Regions from separate parts of the Zea mays genome. Here regions 1 and 2 are each linked to region 3. A link is a contact called in public Hi-C data. All regions are on one chromosome and are shown on one strand. The core of a region is the stretch at or near the end of the contact, and the rest is flanking DNA. Distances in the headings are between cores, read along the strand shown. Region 1 holds the start of LOC100193374 (Splicing factor, arginine/serine-rich 2). Region 2 holds the start of LOC103639108 (Putative calmodulin-binding family protein). Region 3 holds the start of LOC103639107 (glucan endo-1,3-beta-glucosidase 1).

The links. Hi-C and Micro-C count contacts between places; a contact is called where the count stands out from the background.
Region 1: a Hi-C map of tassel shows a contact between it and region 3, with 3 times the contacts expected there. The contact joins the promoter of LOC100193374 here to the promoter of LOC103639107 in region 3. A contact is called at or near these places in 2 of 25 Hi-C or Micro-C datasets (ear and tassel).
Region 2: a Hi-C map of bundle sheath shows a contact between it and region 3, with 5 times the contacts expected there. The contact joins the promoter of LOC103639108 here to the promoter of LOC103639107 in region 3. A contact is called at or near these places in 3 of 25 Hi-C or Micro-C datasets (bundle sheath, ear and tassel).

What each region holds. Positions count from the first base shown.
Region 1 is chr9:132,594,138-132,598,608 of Zm-B73-REFERENCE-NAM-5.0, forward strand. LOC100193374 (Splicing factor, arginine/serine-rich 2) reads left to right here and starts at 1,336. Exons shown (of 7, transcript NR_183552.1): 1 at 1,336-1,546; 2 at 2,365-2,522; 3 at 3,013-3,090; 4 at 3,352-3,459; 5 at 3,652-3,816; 6 at 3,932-4,060; 7 at 4,156-4,471.
Region 2 is chr9:132,686,929-132,691,486 of Zm-B73-REFERENCE-NAM-5.0, forward strand. It overlaps LOC103639108 (Putative calmodulin-binding family protein), which reads left to right and starts at 1,857. Exons shown (of 9, transcript XM_008661905.4): 1 at 1,857-2,082; 2 at 2,205-2,742; 3 at 2,864-2,929; 4 at 3,025-3,113; 5 at 3,208-3,298; 6 at 3,395-3,541; 7 at 3,660-3,752; 8 at 3,861-3,962; 9 at 4,055-4,558. The coding sequence starts at 2,239.
Region 3 is chr9:132,452,338-132,456,704 of Zm-B73-REFERENCE-NAM-5.0, forward strand. It overlaps LOC103639107 (glucan endo-1,3-beta-glucosidase 1), which reads right to left and starts at 1,448. Exons shown (of 4, transcript XM_008661904.3): 1 at 1,136-1,448.

The sequences.
Region 1 (4,471 bases), core at 86-2,585, 140 kb after region 3:
ATGTATGCAGTCACAAAAACAACTAGATGACCACTCAATTACCAATTGAACATAATCTGTGAAAAAAAAACTTTAACTGATGTGCATAAACATGTAACCTAATGTGCATAAACAACTGTGTAAATGTGCGTAACCAACTGTGTAAATGTGCGTAAATGTAATAAATCAACTGCATAAATATTTTCCACCCTAGCCGTAATCCACACAATGCAGAATGAACAAAAAATAACTCGTTTGTTGACGGTCGAAGTCGATCCAATGAAATGCGCGCGAGCTAGGGTTGGGAAGAACACACCGAAAATGGTTAGGGAAGGGCTACCAATTGGAGCGGTACCCGTTGACGGCGGCGAATGTGGAAGATGGCGGAGAACGTGGAAGCAGTCGGGTCGGTGGAGAGCGAGGAAGCAGACGCGTCGGCGGAGAAAGTAGGGTTTTCTCCGGTCTGGACTTCGGTCTCCTGACGCAGCGGCGGGAATATTGGAGCGTGGATTGGGGACACCGAGGACGCGCCGCTCAAATGCCGATTGCGACTGGATCGACAGCGAGCGGCGAGGGGCTGGAAGAGTCGTCGGGGATGGAAGAGTCGGCGGAGATTCCCGGAGTCGGGGCGGGGTTGGGGTTTTGCGGTTATGGAAACTGAGCCGGGAGCAAAGGAGCTAATCGCGGAGCACGTCAGTATTTATATAGAATCTGAAAAGTCGGCCGACTGTGAATGCACGTGCGTTCATATTTAGCTGGGGCTTCCTCTAGCTAAATAGATCCCAGGGCTCTAAATACATATAGTGGGTGTATATATATATATATATATATATATATATATATATATATATATATATATATATATATATATATATATATATATATATATATATATATATATAACCTTTCCTATTTTAAATAGCACTCCATCTGTTGTAAACTATATAATATATTTCACCTTTTCCAGATATTTATAAATTGTGATATGCACTTTATATATAGAGAGAGAGAGAGACCCACAATAATAAAATAATATATCTTAAAAAAGTTAAAATATCTTATAGTTTAGGATGACAAGAGTATATCTTTACAAAAGATTGGAAGTCAATCGTTACCATGGATGTTTAGACGTCCTACAATTGGACCGTGAGAGTTGATTTTTTTTTCAAAAAAAGTTTTTCTCCTCAAAGAGTCATTTGGAAAGGAAAAAAGAAAAAAAAGTTCCTTCCAACCCAGAGAACCTTGACCTTGTTTTGGGCTTAATCCCATGATCTACAGGCCCACGCCAAGACCGAACCGAGCATAGCTCGGCCCGCCCACACAAACTGTTGCACCAGGCAGCCCAAATCCCCGCCCACCCTTCTTTCACACACCCGTCGCGCTTTCGGGCCTCGGAAGCTTCCGGAGACAGGAGACAACCAGCCGCTCCCCCCCCCCCCCCCTCCCCCGTGCCCTAGACAAAGAGGAAAGGTACGCCTCCGGTTCCAGAGCGGAGAGGATTGCGCCGCCTGATTGGCGATTGCTGATAGTCTGCCGCCAGTGCCCTCGCCCGATTTGCTCCGCCGAGGTAAGCGCTGCGGTGCACTCCCCGTGGTCTTCCCCGCTTCGAATCTGACGCGGTCGGATGATGTTCGTTATGCGTTCTGTCTAGTCGATTCGGTCTGTCGTTTCTCCCTGTCGAGGAACCATAGTTCGTTATCGCGTTGCGGAAGGTGGACCGTCGTCCTGTTGCCTTGGATTTAGTTCCTTTTGGGATTAGTCGTCTGTGAGGCGGCATCGTTGGAGGAGGGCCGTATGCGTGCTGAAGCTGTTATTTCCCACCCGGAGTGGAGGGTGGGATGGACGGCGGTAGATACGTGCCGGCAGAATCTCCCAGTAGAATTGCGAAGAGGAAAAAAAGAAGGAAAACTATCTGCCTCAAACAAAATATGCACAACACTTAAATATGTTATTAGTTGTATTTGCTCATACAGATTTACAGATACCTGTTCTTTCCTATGCTTATGGACTGTAATACTGCATAGGTTCATTATAGATGACATGTGTGCATGAGCGTGTCTTAAGCAACAGTTTCTCAAACCTGATTCTATTGGTCAAAATACGGGATGGAGTTGGATTCCTTGCATATATAATAAACAACTAAAGAAGCAAGCTATTTACAGCACGCATTTTTTTCTTCTGTTGTCCAATTAGCTTTTAGTGTAGCCTACTTACATTAACTAGTTAATAATTTTATGCTTCGGTGCCTGTTTGAGTATATATGTATTCGACATAGCCTTGATTCTTTTCTTAAGTGGGTCTGGTATGTAAATGCATGGTTTTGATGGACATAATTGCTATTGTGCCAGTTCTAACGAATCTTATTGTTTTCTCTTGGCTTCTTAGAACAACATGGGGAGAAGCTATAATCACAGTCCATCGCCACCAAGAGGCTACAGGAGAAGAACTCGCAGCCCAAGTCCTCGTGGTCGGTATGGAGGCCGTGATACTGATAGGGACCTCCCAACTAGTCTTTTGGTGAGGAATCTTCGTCGGGATTGTAGGTAAGATTTCCCCTGCTCCTGGATCAGTAGTAGAATGGATTTTCTTTGGTGCTGCTGTCAATAGTTATTGAATTGGTAAAATAGGTAATTCATTCTAATATTTGAACTTGTCAGAGGGAATATAATTAGCAGGCTTGTAATTGGTAATTTCTTAGTTTCTTAAGACTTATAGCATTTTTTCTTGCAATGAAAAAAAACATGTTGATCTTTGTTTTTTCAAACTGGTCCCATGTAATGTTGCTCCTGCTCAGAACATATAGAAATTGTAAATATACAGTTCTGTCTAGCTATTCAGAGGGGTTTGTAATGCATTCTGCTTCGTAAGTTATGCCTTAACGAAGCGTACCCCTCTTGATTTTACTGAGTTCTTTTGTTGCAAATCCCTTTTTGTTTTCCATGTTTATGAGGTGCTTCCTATTGCATATAGCAATGAGAATGGATTATTCTTTGATACTTCACTACTGTAACTTGGCTGTTATCACAACTGTAGGCCTGATGACCTTCGTAGACCATTTGGAAAATTTGGCCCCGTTAAAGACATATATCTGCCAAAGGATTACTACACTCGGTAAGGTACCTTGACTTAATTATTGTGAGTGGGTGTTTGCCCATGGACACCTATGTGCAACTTGGAGATCTCTCCCTGAACTTTATAGTACACTAAAGTATATTTGCTCCAGAACAGGATTATGATTGTTGTTGCTTGTTTTTAACATATTATAAGCATGTTCTTTACAGATTTTTAATTATTATTCTCTGTATCGTATGGTTTACACTGGGTTGCTTTACGCACCCCCTGAGATTAACAGTGAAAGTAACTTTTTTGAAGACGCAAGTCTTAAGAGTACTATTGAAGAAAAGGAAGAAATAGAGGTTTAAAGAGATATGCAAGTTATGAAGAGTTTCAAGTGTATCTCTAAACACTGATGACTGCAAGGTCAGCAGCTTAGTGCCTGCTTTACCTTTGAGATTGATTTGTGTATCGACTGAAATTGATTTGTTTGTATCACCATTCTTGGAAGGAAGAGTTCGCAACATCTTGATTTGATTGTCTCTGCAGGGGTCTTCTCCTTAATGGTTCTGAAGCATTGTTGCTTTTAGTGAAACACTAATTTGCTTTCTGTTTCAGGGAACCTAGAGGATTTGGGTTCATCCAATACTTTGATCCTGAGGATGCTTCTGATGCAAAGTACTATATGGATGGGAAGATGCTGCTTGGAAGGGAAATTGCTGTTGTTTTTGCAGAGGAAAACAGGAAGAAGCCTTCTGACATGAGGGCCAGGGAAAAAATAAGGTAACAGTTGTCTTCCCTTTGTGATACCCATTCTATAACCGTGTACACTATCATTCTGCCATAGCATTTTAAGAGGCAAAAGCTAATTTACTTGTGCAATTTTTTACTTATGTAGTGGCAGAGGCCGTTCTTATGATGGGAGGTTGCGCTCAAGGTCACCTGGGTTGAACGGTTCTCCTAGGGGTAGATCACGGTCCCAAAGCCGAAGCTACTCGCCAGCACCTAAGCGAAAGCACTATTCAAGGTACGAGTTGCTGCCATCCTTTTATATGCTGATGAAAACTCCATGCGCTCGCAGTGTCCCAATCCAATTGATTGGCTCACATACCATCTTGACAGGTCCCCGGCTCCTCGACCTCGGGAGAGATCTTTGTCGCGTTCCCCAGCTGTCAACAGATCAAGGAGTGCAAGCCCCATTGTTAGCAGGTCTCCTCATAGGCAGGGGTCTCTTTCTGTTAGCGAGTGAGGTATCTCAGGGCTCTGTATGACTATCTTGTCGCTGTTATGCTGAACCATATATGTTTCAGATTATTTTTGTTAGCACCCTCGTGTGTACTCTAGGATATCTGAACGTCTACTATGTATTGGGTATTTCCAAAATCTCTGATGAGTGAAGTGAGTTGTGAACCAATGAACCTTGAATCCTTGATGTTCG
Region 2 (4,558 bases), core at 607-3,106, 240 kb after region 3:
GTGTCACTTGACAGAGTGAGACTGACAGGCAGTCAGGCCCTGCCGAAGGCACCATAGGAAGCTCCGCTCCGCCCGACCCAGGGCTCGGACTCGGGCTAAGCCCCGGAAGACGGCGAACTCCGCTCCGCCCGACCCAGGGCTCGGACTCGGGCTAAGCCCCGGAAGATGGCGAACTCAGCTCCGCCCGACCCAGGGCTCGGACTCGGGCTAAGCCCCGGAAGACGGCGAACTCCGCTCCGCCCGACCCAGGGCTCGGACTCGGGCTAAGTCCCGGAAGACGGCGAACTCCGCTCCGCCCAACCCAGGGCTCGGACTCGGGCTAAGTCCCGGAAGACGGCGAACTCCGCTCCGCCCGACCCCAGGGCTCGGACTCGGGCTAAGTCCCGGAAGACGGCGAACTTCGCTCCGCCCGACCCAGGGCTCGGACTCGGGCTCAGCCCCAGAAGACGACGAACTCCGCTTCACCCGACCCCAGGGCTCGGACTCCGCCCTGGCCTCTGCCGAACGACCTCCGCCTCGCCCGACCTAGGGGCTCGGACTCGGCCTCGGCCACGGAAGACAGACTCGACCCCGGCTTCGGAGGAGCCTCCACGACGCCCAACCTAGAGCGCAGGCCAGCCACGTCAGCGGGAAGCGCCATCATCACTCTACCCCGAGCCGATTGGGGCCGCAGAGAACAAGACTGATGTCCCATCTGGCTAGCTCTGCCAGATAGGCAATGATGGCGCCCCGCAAGCTCTGTGACGACGGCGGCTCTCAGCTCTCTTACGGAAGCAGGAGGACGTCAGCAAGGACTCAACCGCTCCGACAGCTGTCCCTCCGCCAGGCTCCGCCGCTCCTCCGACAGCCACGACACCACACCAGCTGGGTGCCAAGATCTCTCCGGCTGCCACATTGGCATGTACTTAGGGCGCTAGCTCTCCCCCGCTAGACACGTAGCACTTTGCTACACCCCCATTGTACACCTGGATCCTCTCCTTACGCCTATAAAAGGAAGGACCAGGGCCTTCTTAGAGAAGGTTGGCCGCGCGGGGACGAGGACGAGACATGCGCTCTCTTGGGGCCACTCGCTTCCCTCACCCGCGCGGACGCTTGTAACCCCCTACTGCAAGTGCACCCGACCTGGGCGCGGGACGAACACGAAGGCCGCGAGATTTCCACCTCTCTCACGCCCGTCTCCGGCCACCTCGCTTCCCCCCTTCGCGCTCGCCCACGCGCTCGACCCATCTGGGCTGGGGCACATTCACTCGTCGGCTTAGGGACTCCCCGGTCTCGAAACGTCGACAGTAGACTGCTTTGTTAGCAGAGTGAAGTTTGAATATGAGTATGAGGATAAGTAAGCTGGTAGAGATAGTATAAGCTAAAGATATCTCAAATTTATCTAAAGCATCAATCCTAGCAATCAATCGTCTTACAAACATCAAATCAAGAAAGATGAAATGTGCAGGGAGTTTGGGATGACTAAATGGGTTAGTTTTTACAGAGAAATTTGTCAGATACTATTTTCAAAGATAGGTTTGAAAATATTTTTTTAAAAAAAATCCCTGCAGGTACCTTCGCAGTGTTGCGGACCGAAAATTTCGAAAATTTCCGGACTCCCGAGGACACGGCTGGATGCGGACTTGCGGAGTCAGGCAGCCGCAGCAGCATCGCTGGTTTTGATACACGGTTGCCAGCCATGCCACTGACCGCGGGCCGCGGCAGCCTAGCGCCACCGCGATTCCGACTTCCGAGTGAGACCAACTCTGACATCCCATCCCCGACAACACGTGGAACCGCCACAAAACTAATCGTCTTTTGGTGGGTCGGCTTCTCGTTCTCGCGCGCACCCCCGCGCCCCGCCCCGCCACCCAGAAGTCCACACCGCCAGCGACAGCGACCCTCATCAGCTCAGCTGCTCCCCCTCTGTCTATATATGGGCCTTGTCTCACACTAATCCTCTCACATAATTAGCCACCGCCACCAGTTAGCCCTCTGTCCTGTTTGACGAGGAGGAGAAGGAAGCAAGGAACAAGGCGCCGGAGGGGGAAGAGGAACTCAAGCTCCGGCAAACAGCAAGCCCATATACGTACATTGTGATAGGTGAGAGCTACGGATCGAGGCTGCCTCATTCTCCCCTCTTGCATTTCTCTTCCTCTCGCTCGCGCTCCAAATCTTCTTCTTGCGCATCAATCGGTTGCTTTGCTGCACGCGGTCTCCTGCAGCCGCTACAACAAGGCCGTCGCCGTCGCCGTTGCCATGGGAGTCCTCTTCTCGTGCCCCGCCGACGACTACGACCCGCTGCACCTGGTGGAGGAGGAGGCGGCGCCGCCGTCCGCCGGCGGCGCAGGGGAGGAGCCGGCCGTCTTCACGGCGGCGCTGGGCTCCGGCAAGCTGCGCATCGAGGGGTCGCTGAGCTTCAAGCGGGCGCAGGCCGCGCTGCAGGTGGAGACCGAGATCTCCATCCGGACCGCCGCCATGCCCGCGCCGGGACCGGGACCCCTGCCCAGGGGAGCTAGGTTCGCCGGGCCGGCGGCCGCGGACAGCCCCAAGCACGAGGCGGCGGCGCTCAGGCTGCAGAAGGTGTACAAGAGCTTCCGCACGCGGCGCCAGCTCGCCGACTGCGCCGTGCTCGTGGAGCAGAGCTGGTGGAAGCTGCTGGACTTCGCGCTGCTAAAGCGCAGCTCCGTTTCCTTCTTCGACATCGAGAAGCAGGAGACCGCCGTGTCCAAGTGGTCAAGGGCAAGAACGCGAGTCGCCAAGGTAACACAGTTTTTTTTTTCTTTTTCTTTTTGTGCTAGTGCCAGTATTGTGGAACGAATTTATAATGTTTGTGGGTTGGGCTGCTAACATTTCTGTTGGAATTTGGACGCCTCTCTCTCAGGTTGGAAAGGGGTTGCTGAAGGACGAGAATGCTCAGAAGCTTGCGTTGCAGCACTGGCTGGAAGCGGTGAGAAACACAATCTAAACAGTTTTGCAGTTTACACATCTTTTTTCGAATCTATAAACAGTTAGTTTCAAACTGAGATTTGTTTTTATGAGCAGATTGACCCGCGGCACCGGTACGGCCACAACCTTCACTGCTACTACGACTGCTGGCTCCACTCCGAAAGCAAGCAGCCTTTCTTCTACTGGTGAGTGCTCCTGGCTGCTAACCCTGCTGCTACCATCTCGGCTGCGACGGTCGTTTGAAGCTGACGGTCTTGGTTTTGGCCGATGCACATGCAGGCTTGACGTCGGAGAAGGCAGAGAGATGAATCTCGAAGGCAAGTGCTCAAGATCGAAGCTTCTGAGCCAGTGCATCAAGTACCTTGGCCCAGTAAGTATTTCACAAAGAGATGGAGCGAGCAAGCAAGCTAGGTGAAAAGCTAGAGCTAGGAGGCTGATACACCATCCTTTTTATATATCTGCGCAGAAAGAGAGAGAGGACTATGAAGTCGTGATCGAGGACGGCAGGTTCTTGCACAAGAAAAGCCGGCGGATCCTTGACACTTCGTCCGGGCCGCGAGACGCCAAGTGGATCTTTGTTCTTAGTACGTCTAAGAACCTGTACGTTGGCCAGGTAAATACCCATCGCATGCATTGGGGAAAAAAAAATAGGGCTCACTCGAGCCTAGAGACTCATCCTCTGTTCATCGTGTAACGTCGTTGTCCTGGATCGCAACTTCGAATGGATGCAGAAGAAAAAGGGAACATTTCAGCACTCTAGCTTCCTCGCTGGAGGGGCCACTTCTGCCGCTGGGCGACTGGTCGTTGAGAATGGAACTTTGAAGGTACTGCCTTTCAATAATCTACTGTCATTACTTGTGCATGCATTTTCAGTGATCGGTTTATTAGATTAGATGACGAATTAATCTGCTATGCTTGGTGTTGCGTGACAGGCTATTTGGCCTCACAGCGGGCACTACCGCCCGACGGAGGAGAACTTCCAGGAGTTCAAGAGCTTCCTCAAGGACAACTCGGTTGACCTAACCGACGTCAAGGTTGGTTGGCAGAAATCTAACTGTGTGAAGTAAAAAGTTCATGTCTTGTTGAAGGTTGAAGCTAACTCTTCTCGTGGACTCGGTCGCTGCAGATGAGCCCAGAGGAGGAGGACGAGGAGTTCTGGGGCAGAGGGGGATCAGCGGCAGGAGGCCGAGACCCATCGGAAGACGTCGACCAGGATGCGGCGGCGGCGGCGGCCGGGGAGCAGCAGCAGCAGGCGGCCGAGGCCGAGGAGGAAGAGGAGGAGCGGCAAGCGCCCGTGCCGCGGGAGAAGATCCTGCAGCGGATCAACTCCAAGAAGGGGGCCAAGTCGTACCAGCTGGGCAAGCAGCTGTCCTTCAAGTGGACCACGGGGGCGGGGCCCCGCATCGGCTGCGTGCGCGACTACCCGTCCGAGCTCCAGCTGCAGGCGCTGGAGCAGGTCAACCTCTCTCCGAGGTGCGCCGCCGCCGCCGCCTCCCGGGTCGCCTCGCCACTCGCGCGAAGCTTCAACAACCACCCAGCGCCCGCGACAACAGCAGCAAGGGGGTGCGAGGCGTCCACGCCGAAGGAGGCGCTCCGGTCGCCTCTGCAGCACGGAGCACTGGCCGTGGCA
Region 3 (4,367 bases), core at 198-2,697:
AGAGCGGAGCAGTTTTTGTAGAGAGTCGTATGACGCCAAAACAGTGCTACCATTAAAGACTAATCAGTCTACCGTGACAGCGTGTCAAGGCTCAATCATAGGGATGTTAGGTTGCAGAGGTTTCGAGTTCTTCTGTGCAGAGGTGGAACTGTCCAACAGCAGGGTGTCTCACTATCAACGCGCGCAGTGTGTGCGACGTCGCAGCGGAAGCGGAAGCGGAAGGAAGGAAATAATTGAGATGCGAATCCGGGACCGGGACTCGCTCGCTGCTGATATGCTTTGCACACTCTCCTGTTGTCAGTGTCGTCGGCCGAGAGCATCGCCCAAGTGTCGTCAAACTGTGGAAGGGGAGCGCACAAGTACCGGTGGCTGTCACTCACACACAGGCTGGACTGTCAGCACCACGCGGCTCAACAGAATCTGGATGCGAGCGGATTGAAGGAAAAGCAGACGACAGAGAAGCAAGCTGACGAAGGACGTCTCAACAGGAAGAAGCACGGTAACGTCCGAGTAACTGGGCCTGAGTGGGCCGTGTAAGTGAATGGGGGCTAGTCAGTAGTGTGGAGTTGTAGCTAAGGGATAAAAAGGAAACGACGCCCTGCTCCCTTCTTCTCCAAGTGTTCTTCCCAGCCGAGCACCTTCCTCTCCCGATCCCCCCTTCCTAGGTGCTAACATGGACCCCCCACGTCCGTCGTCTAATCCAGGTGGTTGGTGAGCTAAAACACCTAAATCCGACGGTAGTTTGTGAGCAGTGACCTGTCGCGTCGCCTATATTATGGGTATGGAATGGAGAAGATGACAGGCGAAGGATCTGATGGAAGGTGCTGTCCTGCTTGCCAGCATGCACGGTGACTGCTACCGGGAGAGAAGATTAGTAAAGATTCATCTCTGATTTGGTTTTGCGGTTGGGCAAGGCAAGCGGCCAGTGTAGTGCTCTGACCAGCAGCGCTGGCTGGCAGTGCACGCACGGGTTGGGTTGCAGCACCGGCCGGGGGAGAGATCGTCGAACGATGAACGAAGGCGCAGCCGCAGCGCAGTGCAAGCTGATCGAGTTTAGTTAATGGGAAAACAGAGCAGGAGCGATCCTGGTTCCACAACTATAAACGGGAATAAGCATGCATGAGCACGTACGTACCTCGAGCTGAGGCTTCTTCCGTTCCGTTCCGTTCCCGATGGCCTCCGATCCGATCGCCTTCCTTTAGCTTGCTTCTTCCGGACGAAACGAAAGCCTAGCCTGCCTCGATCCGAATGCCTACGAAAACTTGGTACAGGACTACAGGGCCTGAACCGGGAGGGAATGAACGAGGGAAGGAAGCTCACGCCGTGGCTGCTGCCTTGGCTTTAATATACGCACAGCAGCGCCAAGTGCAGGCACACGAGCAGAGCAGGAGGCGTGATGATTAGGACGTTGGTTACGCGCGCTAACCGACGCCACAGCGGCGGGGTGACGCGGCGGGTTAGCCTCTTTAAAGTTAAGCTACAGAGTGGACGTGGAGATGAGGAGGTGGGTGCAGCGGCCAGAGAAAACGAATTCTAGCATGTACGCTTAACTTTAATATATACCAACTTATACTACTTTTTATATTGTTTTGTCTCTATGTATTACAACTGCTACAATTTCAACAGTTAACTTTAACCTAAAGCGAATAACTCCGAAACCGGTGTCTAGCTTTTCTCTCGCGATACCACAGTCCACAACATGTGTCTATTGGAGATTTGGAGGTCAGCTATGTTGACCGTGTGATCGCCTTTTTTATTTTATCATATTTTTTTAAAAAAATCTCATGTTTGCAATATAAAACCACGGTAGGACTGGGCACGGAAGCCAATGCTTTGTACTCCGGTAAACCCTAGCCGCAACATTGGCAGAGATGACCCAATCTTCTAGGCACTTCTGCCGCAACGTTGGCAGAGATGACCCGATCTTCTAGGCACTTCTGATCAGTGACTAGAAACGCATCAACCTATGACGATATCGGTCAATGGAGCCCACGTCTCCATTGTTGCCGGGTTCCAAGGAGCCACCAGCAAGGCAAAAACTAATCATGGATCGGATGGCATCGGTGGCCAGCGACATGATGTCACCATACATCAACAAAGATGGAGGAACACCGATGCAGGACATGACTGTGTTGGCGATCACGACCATCAACATGGCATAGGAAGGTAGGACTCGTGTTTTCCTCTCCCCTCAACCTCTCAGATTAGGATTAAGCCTTGTACATCATCGATCCCAAGGGACTTAGACCGGTCCCAAGGGTCTTAGAAATATATCAATAGCATCGGAGCCACCAAAGTCCGTATTTCACATACATAAGAAGCTAGAGTTAAGAACAGAGCTCGTGTCAACAAAAGGGATATAGGGTCCAAAAATACCTATTATATCCATAACCCGATAATAGACCATGGAGAGGAACTAGACTGCAGAAAATAATGGGATTAGGGTGGTAGCCTTAAACCTGAACTCTCAAATCTAACAAAAAAAGGATTTAGGTTAGGTAACCCTAACTCTAATCTACAAATCAGAAGAAAGCGCAAGAACAAAAAGAGGTTCGGATAAGTTAACCATAACCATAATCCCCAAATTATAGAAGAAAGGAAAAGAACATAGTGGATTTGGGTTAGGTAAACCCTAATCCTAACCCACCCATAACGGGATTGGGCTCATGATAAAAAAAAAACATAACTCTAATATCAACTGTGAATTGGTCAATTCACATATAAGATAGAAAAATACATATCAAAGAAAAGAATACAAGTAGGTCAGAGAGGACGTCTTCGGTTAGCTGAAGAAGATGAAGAACAGAACGGCCGCGATGTGTGGAGGAGAAAGAAATGACTTAGGGTTTTTAACATCGTCCGATTTTTTATATGCAGGGGGCGGAGCTAAAGCTTAGTACATGTGTCAGCTGACATCGATGAATTCGGAAAAATCCAGTGTAGAATATTATTTAAGCACTGGTTATAGTATTGATGAGATCCGTTATAAACGATAGTGACACCAGCAAACTTGGATGCTATGCTTCAACCCTGTTTATATGTTAACAGTAACCCGTCGGACCCCGACGCGACGGCCACAGTAGGTGCGGACGAATGACGCGCACGAGTGGTGCTGAATTGGCGGCTCGGATACGCCTCCGAGGCTTCAGGCAACCACCAACGAGGCCATAATATTCGGACGGAGAGAGTAGCACGTGCTGAATACGCGGTGTCCAATTTGGAGTCGAGCAAGAGCTGGCTGGCTGGCTGGTCGCCAACGGAAACTCCCCTAGCTAAAAGTGTAAAGTCGACGACGAGTACCAGGCACGCGCTGCAGACTACTCCAACGAAAGACGATTCGGCTTGGTGCAACTCCGAGCTGAAAGCACACCGGAGACGGAGAAAAAACGGACACCATCACCATCCCGGCCCATCCCCCATCCACGTACGTATACATGTGGCCGGCCGGCCGGCCACCGCATCTATCGGCCGTTCCGAGCAGGTGGCCACCCCGTTCATCTTCTAACCAAACTTGGGTCCGGCTCCGTTTTCTTGTTTCCCCGTCTCCCCTCCCGCTTCTGCTCCACACCGAAAAGAAGTCATCAACTGCCGATCCGCCCGCCCACTGGTCTTCGCGATCAGGTGACGGCGCGACGCCAGAAGCCACCCACCCCACACCCACCCGAACGGGCTAACTTTAGATTGCATCGATCATAAGTGGAATCCAAAGGCTAGCTTCCCTATTAACACACCCGCCTTTCCGCTGGATTAGTGGATAAGGCTCAGTCAGCCTCATGTAGAGCGCCACGGGTGCTTTTGCTGCGTCCTGCCTTTCGACTGCTGACGGGGTTCTTCTCACATGCACGCACACAACAAAGATTGCACACTCACTCACTCACTCTGTCGGCCCCTACTCCACATTTACATCCTTTCCTTTGCACTGTATATATTATCAGCTCCATATCGGCACTGCGCATCCATCTTATCTTGTACAATTATTAACTAACCTTACGATCATTAAACGAGGGGCTTTGTGCGTTAGAGCGTCACCTTAACCTTAGGGCATGTACTGTTAGAATCTATACTGCATAGGATCGATTCCTAAGTCCCTAGAAAACCAATCCGTAACTGGAACTGGAAGTATAATCTTGATGACGAGTAGTTCTGATCTACTAAGAGGAATAGAGGAATACACACTTTTGTTGTTGTTGCTATCTTCGTACCGTCGCCCTGCAGAGAAGCAGCAGGCATCGGGATCCGAGCTGCTGTAGGTTGTCGCGTTTCCAAACACTCCGACGCCTAGGCGATGGGGGTCGCCCTGCAGAGAAGCAGCAGGCATCGGGATCCGAGCTGCTGTAGGTTGTCGCGTTTCCAAACACTCCGACGCC